Linked DNA regions of Mus musculus: regions 2 and 3 are each linked to region 1. The links are chromatin contacts, called in public Hi-C and capture Hi-C maps. All regions are on one chromosome and are shown on one strand. The core of a region is the stretch at or near the end of the contact, and the rest is flanking DNA. Distances in the headings are between cores, read along the strand shown.

Region 1 (4,129 bases), core at 895-3,394:
TCATTCATGTATCTCAATATTTTACTAAAAATTCACTGCATGAACAAACATGGAGGGGATACTATGATGGTTTGCAGGTCCTGGTTTTCTATGTCTTTTTCCATACTCATTCTTAAGTTGGTCCAGTAAAATCCCTTCATGTGAAGACATACACACCAGACAGTGCTTACAGTTGCAATTGTTTTGAGGCTTGTTTATATATCACACCAAAGCATAACACAGATTTTAGTCTGCAATCTACAAGAACCATCAGACTTCGGATACTAGGAAGTTCTGCAGGTCACTTTACATTAAGCCTCAGATCTGTTCACTGATAATGTATTTGTCTACTGAGGTTATACCTCTGCTATCAGATTAGAATTTCCAGAAAGACAAAGATTGGGATTTCCCTTCATAATAAAGGGCTGGTTCTGGTACGAGACCAGGAAATGTAGTGTGTGAGAAATGTGTTTAGTTGCTTACTGATTCTCTGACCATGCACAGTTTTGTAAGAAGATACACGATTCACTCATGCTTTCACATTTAAGAAATTAAGTTTAGGGGTTGGTTGAACATCCTCAGTGGACATGATCCCTATTTGGGGTGGGTGGAGTGGCATAGCTCTGAGATCCCAGTTGTGGTTCATACTATGTGCTTGCTCTTGAATAACTACAGATCTAAAGCTAAGTCAAAACATAACATGTGGGAATTGAGCACAGCGGCCAATTTCTAGTTTCTATCTGTCAGATTTTGGAACACTACACCATGAGAACATAAGCTCTGAACTCCCCAAAGAAGCCTAGAGGATCACCAAGCTAATCAACAAAGCAGAACTGGCTTGGTGCATAGAAGGGGATACATCCTGGGGAATTTGCCTGAATATATGGAGTAAGCAGCTCTGCTGCTTTCAAAGAGGCCAAGGGAAACAAATAGGGCTGGATTTGGGGTTATATGAAATGAGACCATGTCAGAGACATAAATCACTGGGGAAATGTTTCAAATCCAAGGTAAACCGTCACCAACTGTTCTCTGTCTGGACAGCTCACCCTCCAGGAGATCTGTATTTACTCAAGGGCAAATGAAGACCAAGGTCAGACACAGGACCTGGAATTAAATCTTTAAATCACAGCTTGCTCCAAACCTAAGCTAAGTATTAGAATCAAGGCAAATACAAGTCTCCTATCTGAAATATGTCAGCCTTGAGTAGAACAAATTAAGTTCACTGAAATAATATAAAACTTAGTTTTAAACAACTTCGTTTTAGACTGAATGGAACCTTCACTTTGAAATGTGAAGAGGGTCCTACATGGATGGAATCCACTTGCCAACACCAAACTGACACTGAGCAATGTTCAAAATCGGTAGGATACACAAAGACCTTTTGTATGCATCGCCTAATTTGACCCTCTCAGCTACCTTGTGAAAGTAGGTTGCTGTCTCAACTGCAGCATCCTGAATCCACAAGAGGTTAAAGAGTTTCAAAACTTTACTAGCGAACAAAGGGTGGTGCAAGCAAGCATAGTCACCAAGTAAATGCAAGTTTAGTGCTCTTGCTGATGGGTGTGGAATACAGTTGGCAAAATGGAAGGAATATAACTAGGACGCATAGCCTCAAGGAATATCAATGAGGATGATAATAAATATTTAAATGTAAGAAACTCTCAAGATGTCCAAAAATTATATTTTTCCAATGGCATTAAAATATGAGAAAAAAACATATGTGATGCTGAATTAAGGATTCCAAGATGTGATATAAAAGAAATAACCTTCTTCGAACCCATAACCTAAAGCAATATATATTGACATAGGATGAATATAACCCTGCCGATATACTTTTATTTTTAATCTTGCAGATTTACAAATAGTTTAGAAAGATGTGAGGTGACATGGGTGTGACATTGCCAAGCTGAAGTTCAAATCAGTTTCATTGCCTCATGGAGCTTTATGATCGGGAGCGGTAGGAAGAAAGCCAGGTTTTGGGTGTGACACTTGTGACATCTTCCAAGGTTTCTTGGTAGGAGTCTCTAAGGAGTGGAGAAATCATTTGTTGCATGATGTGAGCCATAGTTTAAGTTACTCTTTGGGGAACTTTAAACCAGTAGATCTTCATGTTGATATATGTGTGACTACTAAACACACTGCAATAAAAATAGAATTCTGGGTAACAGAGAAGGAAGTGAAAATGCCACATCAGGCATTTTATATGTATTACCTAAAGCTGGACACAACATGTCAAGACTAAATGGAATTTTCTAAACGATTTTGGGAATTCCCCATGCTTTATGAGCCATGTTAGACTTGAAAGAGGCTCTTTCTGTCTTATGACCTTCAGGACTCCCAGGAAACCTGTCTCAGTCTCAGCATCAGCTCTACCAAGGACCAGAGGGATGGAAACTCTGCCTGGGTCATGGGAATGTAGAATCAGCTGTGTTAGAAAAAGCACAAAACACTGGTTAAATAGGGGGGATATGAAGGAAGGCTTTCTTCCAACCTGAAGACAAATGATGATTTAAATCTAGCAGTTAAGTATGTATTATGTGAAAATGCTGGCTTTATCAGGCATGTTCTTCCAGACTCTTATCCCGTGGTGAAATAAATCTGAGAAATTCTGAATATTAAATAGTCCTTCTAAAGACTCACAACAGACATCAACACAGTGTTGTCTAATACAGTGTTGTTTAGGTCCTACAATGTACAGAGACACCTATCTCATTTTAACATTTAAGTTGGCAGAATGGGCTTCAAATCTGGTAAATCTTGAAGTCTGTATTCTTAACTGTGCTGACATATTCCATTTTTTTTTTACTTTTTATTGAAAATATTCTTTTCTCATACAGCATATCCTAATCATAGTTTCCCTTTCCTCTATTCCTTCCAGTTTCTCCTCACCTCTCCTCCCATCCTGATCCACTCCCTCTCTGTCATGAGAAAAGACAGACTTCAAAGAGATAACAACCAGACCTGATGAAATAATCTGTAATGAGATGAAGCAAAAACTATCATATTGAAGGTGGAGAAGGCAATCCAATAGGAGGGGCAGAGCCCCAAAAGCAGACACAAGAGTCAGAGACTCACTCATTCTCATAGTCAGGAGTCCCTTAAAAATCCTAAGCTAATAGCTATAATATATACAGAGGATCTGGTGCAGAGCCATGTAGGCACTGTGACTGCTGTCTCTGTGAGCTCATATGCACCTTGCTTAGTTGATTCAGAGGGTCTTATTCTCCTGGTATCCTCCAGTCCCTCTGGCTCTCACAATTTTTTCTGCTTCCTCTTCCAAGGGATTTCCTAAGCTCTGAGGGGGGAGGATTTAATGGAAACCTCCCATTTAGACTCTCCACTCATAATTTCTGGCTGTGGGTCTCTGCATCTGTTCCACTCTTCTGTCAGAGGAAGATTCTCTGATGATGACTGAATAAGGCACTGATCTCTGAGTATAGCAGAAAATCAGTAAGAGGCATTTTATTGATTTTTAAGACTAGTAGTGTTTGGTTTTCCATGGGCTATCTAGTTTCTGGTTTCTGAGGTAGAGGGAGAGAATATAGGAACAGATGGATAGAGCTGGAAGGTATTGGGGGGAGATAGTATGGAAATCTAATATGGTGGAAACTTCCTAGAATGTCTGAAGTCAAATGTAATGAGGATTCCTAGCAATAGAGGATACAGTCTCAGCTGGCCATCTCTTGTCACCAGGCAAGGCTTCCAGTAATTGTACTGGGTTGTATTCATTTGAGTTGCTGGCTAAGAGGGTCCTATAGAAGGTTCCAAAGAACCCAGGATTCTGCTAAGACAAACAGACAGCAGGGTCTCATTGTGGAGGACAATACCACATAACTCATTGGCTATGGAAAGGTTGGACTGGTTCCTGCATGGAGCCTTCACCCCTATGTTCTAGTCTCTTTGATGTGGAAAGGTACTCTCTCTGTAGGCTAGTAAAAAAGAAACATAGACACCCATAAAACCTCTGACCTACAGTCTGTCCTGCCTGCATAGTATATTAGAGCAATGGTGTCACAGAACTTGTGGGAGGAGCCAAAAAGTGTCTGATGTGACTTAAGGTCCACTCCACAAGAAGAAACCCAAGCCCGGCACTGCTGGACACACTCCATTCTTAATGAATATTTTCCTAATTTTCCTGGTTTTGTTGTTG
Region 2 (4,129 bases), core at 1,141-3,640, 110 kb after region 1:
CCTGTGCTGTGTACTGCAGAGCATCACGGCTCAGCACGGCACAGCATAACTATATGGCAGGACATGCCAGTACAGTGGCACAGTATAACGTGGCACAGCACAAAGCATTGCACAGCACAGCACAGCGCCCAGAAAGCACAATAGTCAGAGTCACAAACATGGAGAAATGCAGTAAGCTTCTAGAATGTACCAAGACAAAGTCTGCTACAATTGCATTGGAAAGAGGTGATTCAAAGCACTAACTTACACGAAAGGCGCCCAGAAGTAGATGAGGGTGCCTAGCCGGGACCCAGTTCTCCAGACTTAAAAACCAAGGACCTGGAAACTCTCAACTGAGAAAGACTTGAAAACAGGAGGTCTTTGGTTTCATACAATGTTCTCATCAAGGTCCTAAAGAGGAGGGGATGAACTATTTACTGTTTATTCTGTCCCTTGTCCCTCTCCCTGTCCCTCTCCCTCCATCTCCCTCTGCCTCCTTCCCCTTCCCCCATCTCCCTCCATCTCTCCTTCCCCCTCCCCCTCCCCCCCCTCTCACACACACACACACACACACACACACACACACACACACCATCTCCATAAGTTGTCATAAATCAAGCACTCAATGATAGCCTGTTAGTGGAAGCCTTGGGTTACTGTATGTGCAAGGGATTGCCCACAACTGCAGATATGGCAGGACCACCTGATGATGCCACACTTCTGTGTGTTCTCAGAGTCAGTCCTACCCACAGGAACTTCCCAGCCCCGTGCCCTTCACATAGCATTCTCTCCTTCCCCATCTCCATTTCCAAAAAGCTTTCACTTCCTGCCTCCCTGAGAGACTGCGGCCCCCTCCCACCACTCATAAGTCTTCACGCTTCAGATACTCAACAGACGTCAGGAACGTGTGTCTCTCCCTGCCTGTTGCATGCTCCTTTTTGCTTTACCAGAGGTGTGTCTAATCAAGTACATAGTAGGTGCTGTCATCACATGATTCCTTCATCAAGTGATACCTAGCATCACCCACCACTGGAACAGTCTCACACCAGGTTTCTAATGTTCCTGTCTGAAAGGTAAACACTGCTGTGAAGTATTGACCACACAGAGGGTTGGAAAGAGCCCAAGCCCCTTGCAAAACCAAACTGGTTTCATTTGAGGACAATCACCACATCCCCAAGCAGGTTTCTATCCATGGGGCAGCGTAAAGAGGCAGTGTAGAGTTTCCAACTGGCCTCTGTCTCCACCGATGTGTCAGTACCTTCAAATCCCCCTGAGAGTCCGAGAGAGTAAGAGACTGAGGCAAGTCTGGCTCATTTCCATCTCCCCTGGGAAAGCACACCTGGAGAGATATCCGTGGAAAGCATGCAGCGTCTAATCTGGGCTTTTGTAACCTTCTTTCATAATTCACTTTCTTATCTACTGCCTCTGAAAGACCACTGAGAAATAGGTACAAACCGTATCAACAGAAGATCAGAACTCCATTCCCTGTGGCAAAGGCGAGTTTATACATTATAAATAGCAGAAGCAGCCGGCTTGAACCATGCTGCCAGCCACTTACCCAGTTGAGGGATTTGAATGACATCATAACCCTGGAGAGAGTATTGCTAGCCAGCTGGTATTATTTGGAATACACACTCAGACACAGACACAGACAGACACACACACTTACACACACACACATATGCATGCATGCACACATACACACAACTGTGTCTCACACACACACACACACACTCATTTATAGAGAACAATACAGCCAACGGGAAACAGTGTGTGCCTCCCATACTGCTTCCTTGGGGTCAAGGAGGTGACAGGCATCCAGCTTTGTTGAAAACTAGGATCATTTTATTTTTCAATCCATCCCAGATCTCAGCATAGCCTGATTCTCTGCACAAAGCATGACACAGTGTCCTGACAGGAGCCAGCCCACTGCTGCCTGGCCATCTATAGGTTTTAGGAAATGAGATCATTCCCCTTGCCTGGCAACTAGGACAAGGGTCACTCTATCCCCTCCACCTCCCCTTCCCCTGAGAGCTGCCTTTCGATCTAGTTTACCCTGGTCATTTCAGGGTTAACAGCATTGTGCTTCCTGGAGATAGTCTCTTCTTCCTTTTTTTGTTTTTTTTTTCCTTCAAATTTTGCATTTGCCCTAAAATATAAAGTTGCCCCCGTGTCCCACTTAGATCCTCTAATCCTGGTGAGGTGTATTAGCACACAAGTGTACCTTCAAACCCTGTGGAAAGTTAATCAGAGAACAGAGCCTATTTTTCTATGGCAGCCTCAGTATTTAATGTCTGCTAACCCTGTCAGAGACACACATTCTTTTAGGGGGGGGGGGGGTGAGTCTCTGTGCTCCAGTTTTTAAGAGCGAAGGTATGATGTTATTTGTCACGGTGCCCAAAAAAGTCCTTACTCGATAACTTTGCCAGAAGAGGGAGAGAGAGAGAAGGCGAATGTTCCCCCAGCTGTTTCCTGTCTACAGTGTCTGTGTTTTGTAGATAAATGTGAGGATTTTCTCTAAATCCCTCTTCTGCTTGCTAAATCTCACTGTCACTGCTAAATTCAGAGCAGATAGAGCCTGCGCAATGGAATAAAGTCCTCAAAATTGAAATGTGACATTGCTCTAACATCTCCCATCTCTCTGGATTTCTTTTTCGCCTCATTATCCCTGCCCACCAATTCATTTCCAGACTTTGTACTTCAGAAGCGATGGGGAAAATCAGCAGCCTTCCAACTCAATTATTTAAGATCTGCCTCTGTGACTTCTTGAAGGTAAATATCTCTTACTTTTTTTTTTTTTAACTCGTTGGAGAATTGTATTTAAACTGTGTACTGTTTTCTTCTGCCTAGAGTCTTTATTTGCTTTAGAATTTGCATTGTTTCAGAACTGGGGGTTATTTACAAATTGCTGAATGTGCAGTTCTGTGCGAGCTGTAAAAGGAGCTCCGGGGGATGAATGCATTTGCAGAGGTATCTGTACGGGTAGAAACTATTGCAAGGTACTTCTGCTAAAGCCTCCGCTTCCACAGGGCTTCCACACTGCCGTTTTAAGAGACTCCTTTAAATCTAGCCTATGGCTCGGGGCGAGAAAGATGACTATAAACTCGGGAGTGCTTCTCTCTCACAGGTGCAGGCGTTGGCTTTTTCAGAGCATGTTCTTGTGTCTGTGTCTATGTATGTGTGTGATTTGTCAGGACTTTATTTACGAGGCATGTCACAGATTAAAAGTTACATTTTAGATGATAGGAAGGCTTTTAAAAAATGCTTTTTTCTTTCTTTTTTTTTGGAGCCAAGAATCGGGAATTCTTTGCACTTCTGCCCAGAAAGTCAAAGTTAGGGGAAGTTTAATTTGCTTTTCTGTAAAAGCTCTTAGACAACTTGCTGTCTTTGCATATTCAGAAATTTTAAACAGATACAGGCTGTGCTCAGAAAGCAGGAGCTTACTGGCGGCTGCTTGTCCAACTTTTCTCTTTGGAAGGGGACTTTCGTGACTGAGCTGGGGTTTGAATTTTGGTTTAAGGCTCTGCTCTTAGACTCACCGCGCGGCGCGGCAAGGCAAAGCCTCTTTAGGTGAATCGGCTGCTGCTTGCCCCTGCTGCTGCTGTGCTGCCTCTGTCACTTGCCTCTGGCTCTGTCGCTCGCCCCTGCCGCTGCTGCTGCTGCTGCTGCTGCTGCTGCTGCTGCTGCTGCTGCCGTTTGCCCCTGCCGCTGTCTATGTTCTGCCTTCTCCTTTTGATCACTGGCCCTACTTCAAGTTTCCATTCTCAGCAAAATTATATCCTTCCAGACTTGTGTTTTTTCAATTTGCAAGCACTTCTAAGCCGCTGTCACCGGCTCCTTGGAGGCAGTTGCCGGAGGGCTTAATTCATAAAAGATCCCAGTCAAAGAGTGCAGCGGGTTTTTTTTTGTGCTGCATTCAAATGCTTCATCGCTATGAGTTTTTCTTAGGCAAGTAAGTGGCTTGGGACTTCGGGAGACAACCTTGTCAAGCACCTAATTGTGCCGTCCTCGCGCTGCCAGCAAGCTTCAGCCACCTTACAGGAGTGAAGTCAGCGTTCATATACGCTGTGTGGTCTGGCAGCTGGGATTGTGTGTCCCAAAGGGATTGTGGAATGTTACCTCGGCAGGCATGCATTCCACGTTTGGAAAA
Region 3 (4,129 bases), core at 834-3,333, 86 kb after region 1:
TTAAGGAAGATTGATCAAAATTAAAGAAAAGTCAGAATGTGTTTACCATTTTAACATGTGTGTTAGACATGAACTTATCCCATCCAAGATCTATTGGAGGTCCAAGGTCTTAAATAAAGTCACCAGGACCTGGCTGCTTTCTTTTTGTCTCCTGTCTGTTTTCATTTGAGTTGGCATTGCTTTTAGTCCAGGCCCCTGGAGACCTCCAACATGTTTGCTCACACTTCTAGGCTTCACTAGTTTATGTGACCACACTTAAGCCATCATTGATGGCAACAGTGTAAAAAACAGTTGACACTCTAAGCTGGAGTCACATCACTGCTCCTGATGGAAGGTGTGAGAGAAACTTCACTCACTATATGCAAAGGCATCCGTTGTCTTGTGGCACTGGCAATCCAAAAGGAGATATAGATAAGGAAAGGGTCAAAATAAACTGTCAGCTACTGGCATAAAAGAGTAATGGATACAGAAGGATAAGGGTGCAGAAGAGAGGGCGCATATTGCTCCTCCGAGAATTTTGAGATGGCCCTAACTGGAGGTTCATCAATTCTCGATGCCTATTCTCTTTGCTATGGCCTCCACTGTAATTCCAAGTTCTACTTCTTAAACTGTTATGTCCAGTTGCCTACATGCCTCATCCTTCCACATGGAAATGGAAATGTCTTAAATGGTTGTTAGTACATCCCTTCCCTCCGTTTGCTTTGCACTTCTTTTCTTAAACAGGGATTTTTATAGATGAGAGGAGCCGGCATCTTCTTTTCTCTATCCTCTCATCTTGAAGATAATAAATATAAAGAGGACAATGGGAACTACAAAAAAAATTAGGAAAAGTGTGAAGCATCAGGAATGAGTCTTGGGGGTGTTGAAGGGAAAAGGCTAGCAAGGCAGAGAGAGGCTTTCCTACTGCATCTTCTCGGAGGAAGCCTTCTGGATAAAATCTTAAATTTAGAAATGACTACCTTCACCCATTTCTTCCAGTTTCTACCTGGTAGGCATAGATACAGGCAGTGGTAATTTTCCCAGCTAATGGCACTTTGCAAATCCTGCTCATTTTACCTCTTAAAATATGTCTAGAATTTTCCCATTGGCTCACATGACTGTGGTCACTTCTATAGTCCAGGCTTCAACATCCATTCTGGTTTTTTTGTTTGTTTGTTTGTTTTACTAATCTCTTATCTGAGTCCCATCTAGTCTCCTTTCATCTGGTTTTATCATCTCTCTGAATACTCTCCATGTTATTCCCAGCACCCTTAGATTTCTACTAGTTGTGCTGAATGAAGACTGGAGCTGTCTGGCCATATCTCTAAAGTGGAGCCACTCAGCCAGATTAGGTTTTTCTCTGACTTCAGCTGCCTTAAGTGCAAGCATGAAAGAAATTCAGATGGTGTCTGTTTTTGACAAAATTGGGGAAAGGAGGAACGAACAAAGTAGATCCACACAAGAGCTGAATTATGAGAATGCTTCGTGGAATTTAAGTTGGTAAATTGGCAACTGAGGCCACAAGGAGACAGTGATCAGGGAAGCGGAATGGAGGTAAAGAATGGGCATGATTGAGGATAGATTTCCATATGACTGATAGAACATATGCAGCTGGATGGCTTAATTAGACTCTAGAGAAAGAGAATGGAGACTAAAAGGTGAGGTACAGGTGGAGGAGAAAACTAAATGCAAGGAGACAAAGGAGCTGAGAGGATCCTCAGCCACATGACGACGTAGATGGATGCTGATGTAGCCAAGAATGTTAGTAGAAACACGGATGGAAAGAAACGCAGTGTCCAGACAGTGAGTAGGTAATGAAGGTGGGCACTGACCGAGAAGACAGTGGATAAGGGCATCCCTGGGAGGAAGGTGGTCTGCCCCAACACTTGCAATCCAGAGTAGTTTAATATAGGGTCTAAACTGTGAGAAAACAGTCACAGGAAATGAGGAAGACACCGATCTGTACTCTCAAGCCCCCTGTGCATGTAAGATACAAAAAGAAAAAAGTAAATTCCACCAAGTGGATAAAATCAATAAGCATGTGGGTTTCAGAGCAAAATGGGGAAGTAAGAGAAGATGAAGAAGTAGGAGATTTTTGCTGATGATGTGCACTATGGGTCCCAGAGGATGCAATGAAAAGGGTGGGGATGGGGATGGTGCAGATTACAACAAGTTACAAGATGCATAAGATAATATTGAGGGTCTCCTGGATGAAGTGTAAAGAGGGTTTAAATGATGCAAAGTTAATCTCTATGAAGGCATTGAGTAACAGTTCTGACTGCAGCCTCCCTTTTGAGATTAGTCTTTTATCTTCCCTTTTACCTCTTATTTATTCTTCTCTCATACAATACATCCCAACACCAGCCTTCCCTCCACACACACACACACACCCTCTCCCCCAAGCCCCACTGCTCCTCTGTTTCCCTTCACAAAAGAGTAGGGATAGCAACCAAACATGGCATAGCAAGATGCAATAAGACTAGGCACAAACACTCATACCAGGACTGGATAAGTCTTAAAAGCAGTTTTCAGTGGTGAGGTTGGAAGTACTGGGAGACAGTACCATCTCACCAAGACAGGAGGAGTTCATTATTAGTCTGCTGGGGAACACACATTCTCAATGACTCACAACCTTCTCAGGGACCATTTCCATTTTCAAAGGAAGTCCTCTTCCTGAGGTAGACAGAGGGAAGAAATGTAGCGCCTTGGATTCCTGCTTCCTCAAGACCTCATTTATATGTTTATCTTGATCTTTAACTTGTTCTTCTTTCCTTATCCCAACTCCAGTCAGCCACTCATTTACCATGGGTGTGCAACCCTGGGTCTACAGATTGTGAGAACAAATACACATTAATTTTGCATGGTATTACAACACATTATCATTCACAAAGTTCCTATTCAAGAACCATACACATACACACACACACACACACACACACACACACACACACACACACACACAGAGAGAGAGAGAGAGAGAGAGAGAGAGAGAGAGAGAGAGAGAGAGGGAGAGAGAGAGAGAGAGAGGTCCAAAGTGTTTTAAGTTATTTACAATGTTGTGTTGAGCTATATTCATAGCACTCCTGGATCATGTGTGGCCTGCAGGCTATAGAATGAACATCTTTGAGAGCATTAACAATATAACAAAGATTATAGCTGAAACTATAGCAGTCATCAAACTATCAAAATCAAGTCAATGTGCAATGATAATCTCTATATTTAATGCCATAGCTTCCAAATTATACTGGTACACATTAACAAAAGGTTAGTATGGTTATTCATCATTTGAATTGAATTGAATTTGATAGGTTTAAATTCTTTGAGACAAGTATCAAGGTTGAACATTTAAATTCAGTGTTCCTGGAAGGGTAGTAAAAAAGACAGTAGATTTGGTAGCAGATGGTATTCCCAAAGCTTTGCAATCATGTTTTAGCTGGATTATTTCTTGACACTTAAATAAATTGAAGATATTAAAAATCGGTTCATACAGGTCACCTTGACCTTGTCCCAACTTTAGCAAGTCATCAGAAACTTTATATTCAGATGGCCATTGCAATGGATTCCATTAAGGAACTTTGGGGGCTAGCAATTCGTATTAAATATGTACAAATATCCTCATAGTGGCAACTTCACTCTGCTAGCCTTATTTGTGTTACCCGTAGGAGATGGGTATTGATAATCCTACTTTGATAAGTAAGAAGATTTTAGAGTACAGGTAATATGTTCAAAGGCCCACAGCCAGTGACTGCTAGAATTTTTTTCTGGTCTCCTTACGTTCTTGTTTTTGTTAAGATGAGGTTGGGCTATGCATAACCATGCTGGCCTCAACTCCTGATCCTCCTGCATCTGCTTCGTGCGTGCTGGAATTACTGCCATGGACCACCACACCATCTTCAGGCTGTCTCCAAGAGAGACTGCAAAGCCAGAAAGGACAACTGACTAGCTCGAGGCCGGAGAACTACAAGCTGATGCCTCTAGTACTTATTTAGGAAACACTGTCTTTTGTCAACATAGTGCTTTACTTTCTGTACTTGAATTATCTTAAAGCCTGGCCTATTTCCTAAAAGCCTGTTTCAAAATTTCTCTTACTTTAGTGTGGCCAATTTTCTGGGTACAGAAATGTAAGAGAAACTTTCCCCAAACAAGTACC

Evidence for each region. Hi-C and Micro-C count contacts between places; a contact is called where the count stands out from the background. Capture Hi-C pulls out chosen DNA fragments and counts their contacts.
Region 2: a Hi-C map of bone marrow-derived macrophages shows a contact between it and region 1, with 55 read pairs. The contact joins the promoter of Igf1 here to the enhancer-like site in region 1. A contact is called at or near these places in 4 of 39 promoter capture datasets (the 3T3-L1 cell line, cranial neural crest and macrophages), 1 of 15 datasets of contacts at CTCF or cohesin (the NIH/3T3 cell line), 3 of 484 Hi-C or Micro-C datasets (bone marrow-derived macrophages and macrophages), 2 of 115 datasets of contacts at active chromatin or transcription factors (bone marrow-derived dendritic cells and bone marrow-derived macrophages) and 5 of 9 other capture datasets (adipose tissue, bone marrow-derived macrophages, liver and 2 more).
Region 3: a capture Hi-C map of bone marrow-derived macrophages shows a contact between it and region 1, with 3 times the contacts expected there. The contact joins two enhancer-like sites. A contact is called at or near these places in 2 of 484 Hi-C or Micro-C datasets (bone marrow-derived macrophages and macrophages), 2 of 115 datasets of contacts at active chromatin or transcription factors (bone marrow-derived dendritic cells and bone marrow-derived macrophages) and 1 of 9 other capture datasets (bone marrow-derived macrophages).

Annotation. Positions count from the first base shown.
Region 1 is chr10:87,751,522-87,755,650 of GRCm38.p6, forward strand. No RefSeq gene overlaps it. Among named protein-coding and RNA genes, the nearest start is that of Gm30073, 45 kb to the right of the region's middle. Within about 2 kb of position 2,145, at least 10 of the 459 cell types and tissues checked have an H3K27ac peak or open chromatin away from gene starts, as enhancers often do. A contact at or near this core is called in bone marrow-derived dendritic cells and bone marrow-derived macrophages, where this site is marked.
Region 2 is chr10:87,856,662-87,860,790 of GRCm38.p6, forward strand. Igf1 (insulin-like growth factor 1) reads left to right here and starts at 2,391. Exons shown (of 4, transcript NM_001111275.2): 1 at 2,391-2,751. The coding sequence starts at 2,689. All of the region lies in intron 1 of Igf1os (a long non-coding RNA gene), which reads right to left.
Region 3 is chr10:87,837,593-87,841,721 of GRCm38.p6, forward strand. The region is part of intron 1 of Igf1os (a long non-coding RNA gene); the gene reads right to left. Among named protein-coding and RNA genes, the nearest start is that of n-TKctt21, 9.7 kb to the left of the region's middle. Within about 2 kb of position 2,084, at least 4 of the 459 cell types and tissues checked have an H3K27ac peak or open chromatin away from gene starts, as enhancers often do. A contact at or near this core is called in bone marrow-derived macrophages, where this site is marked.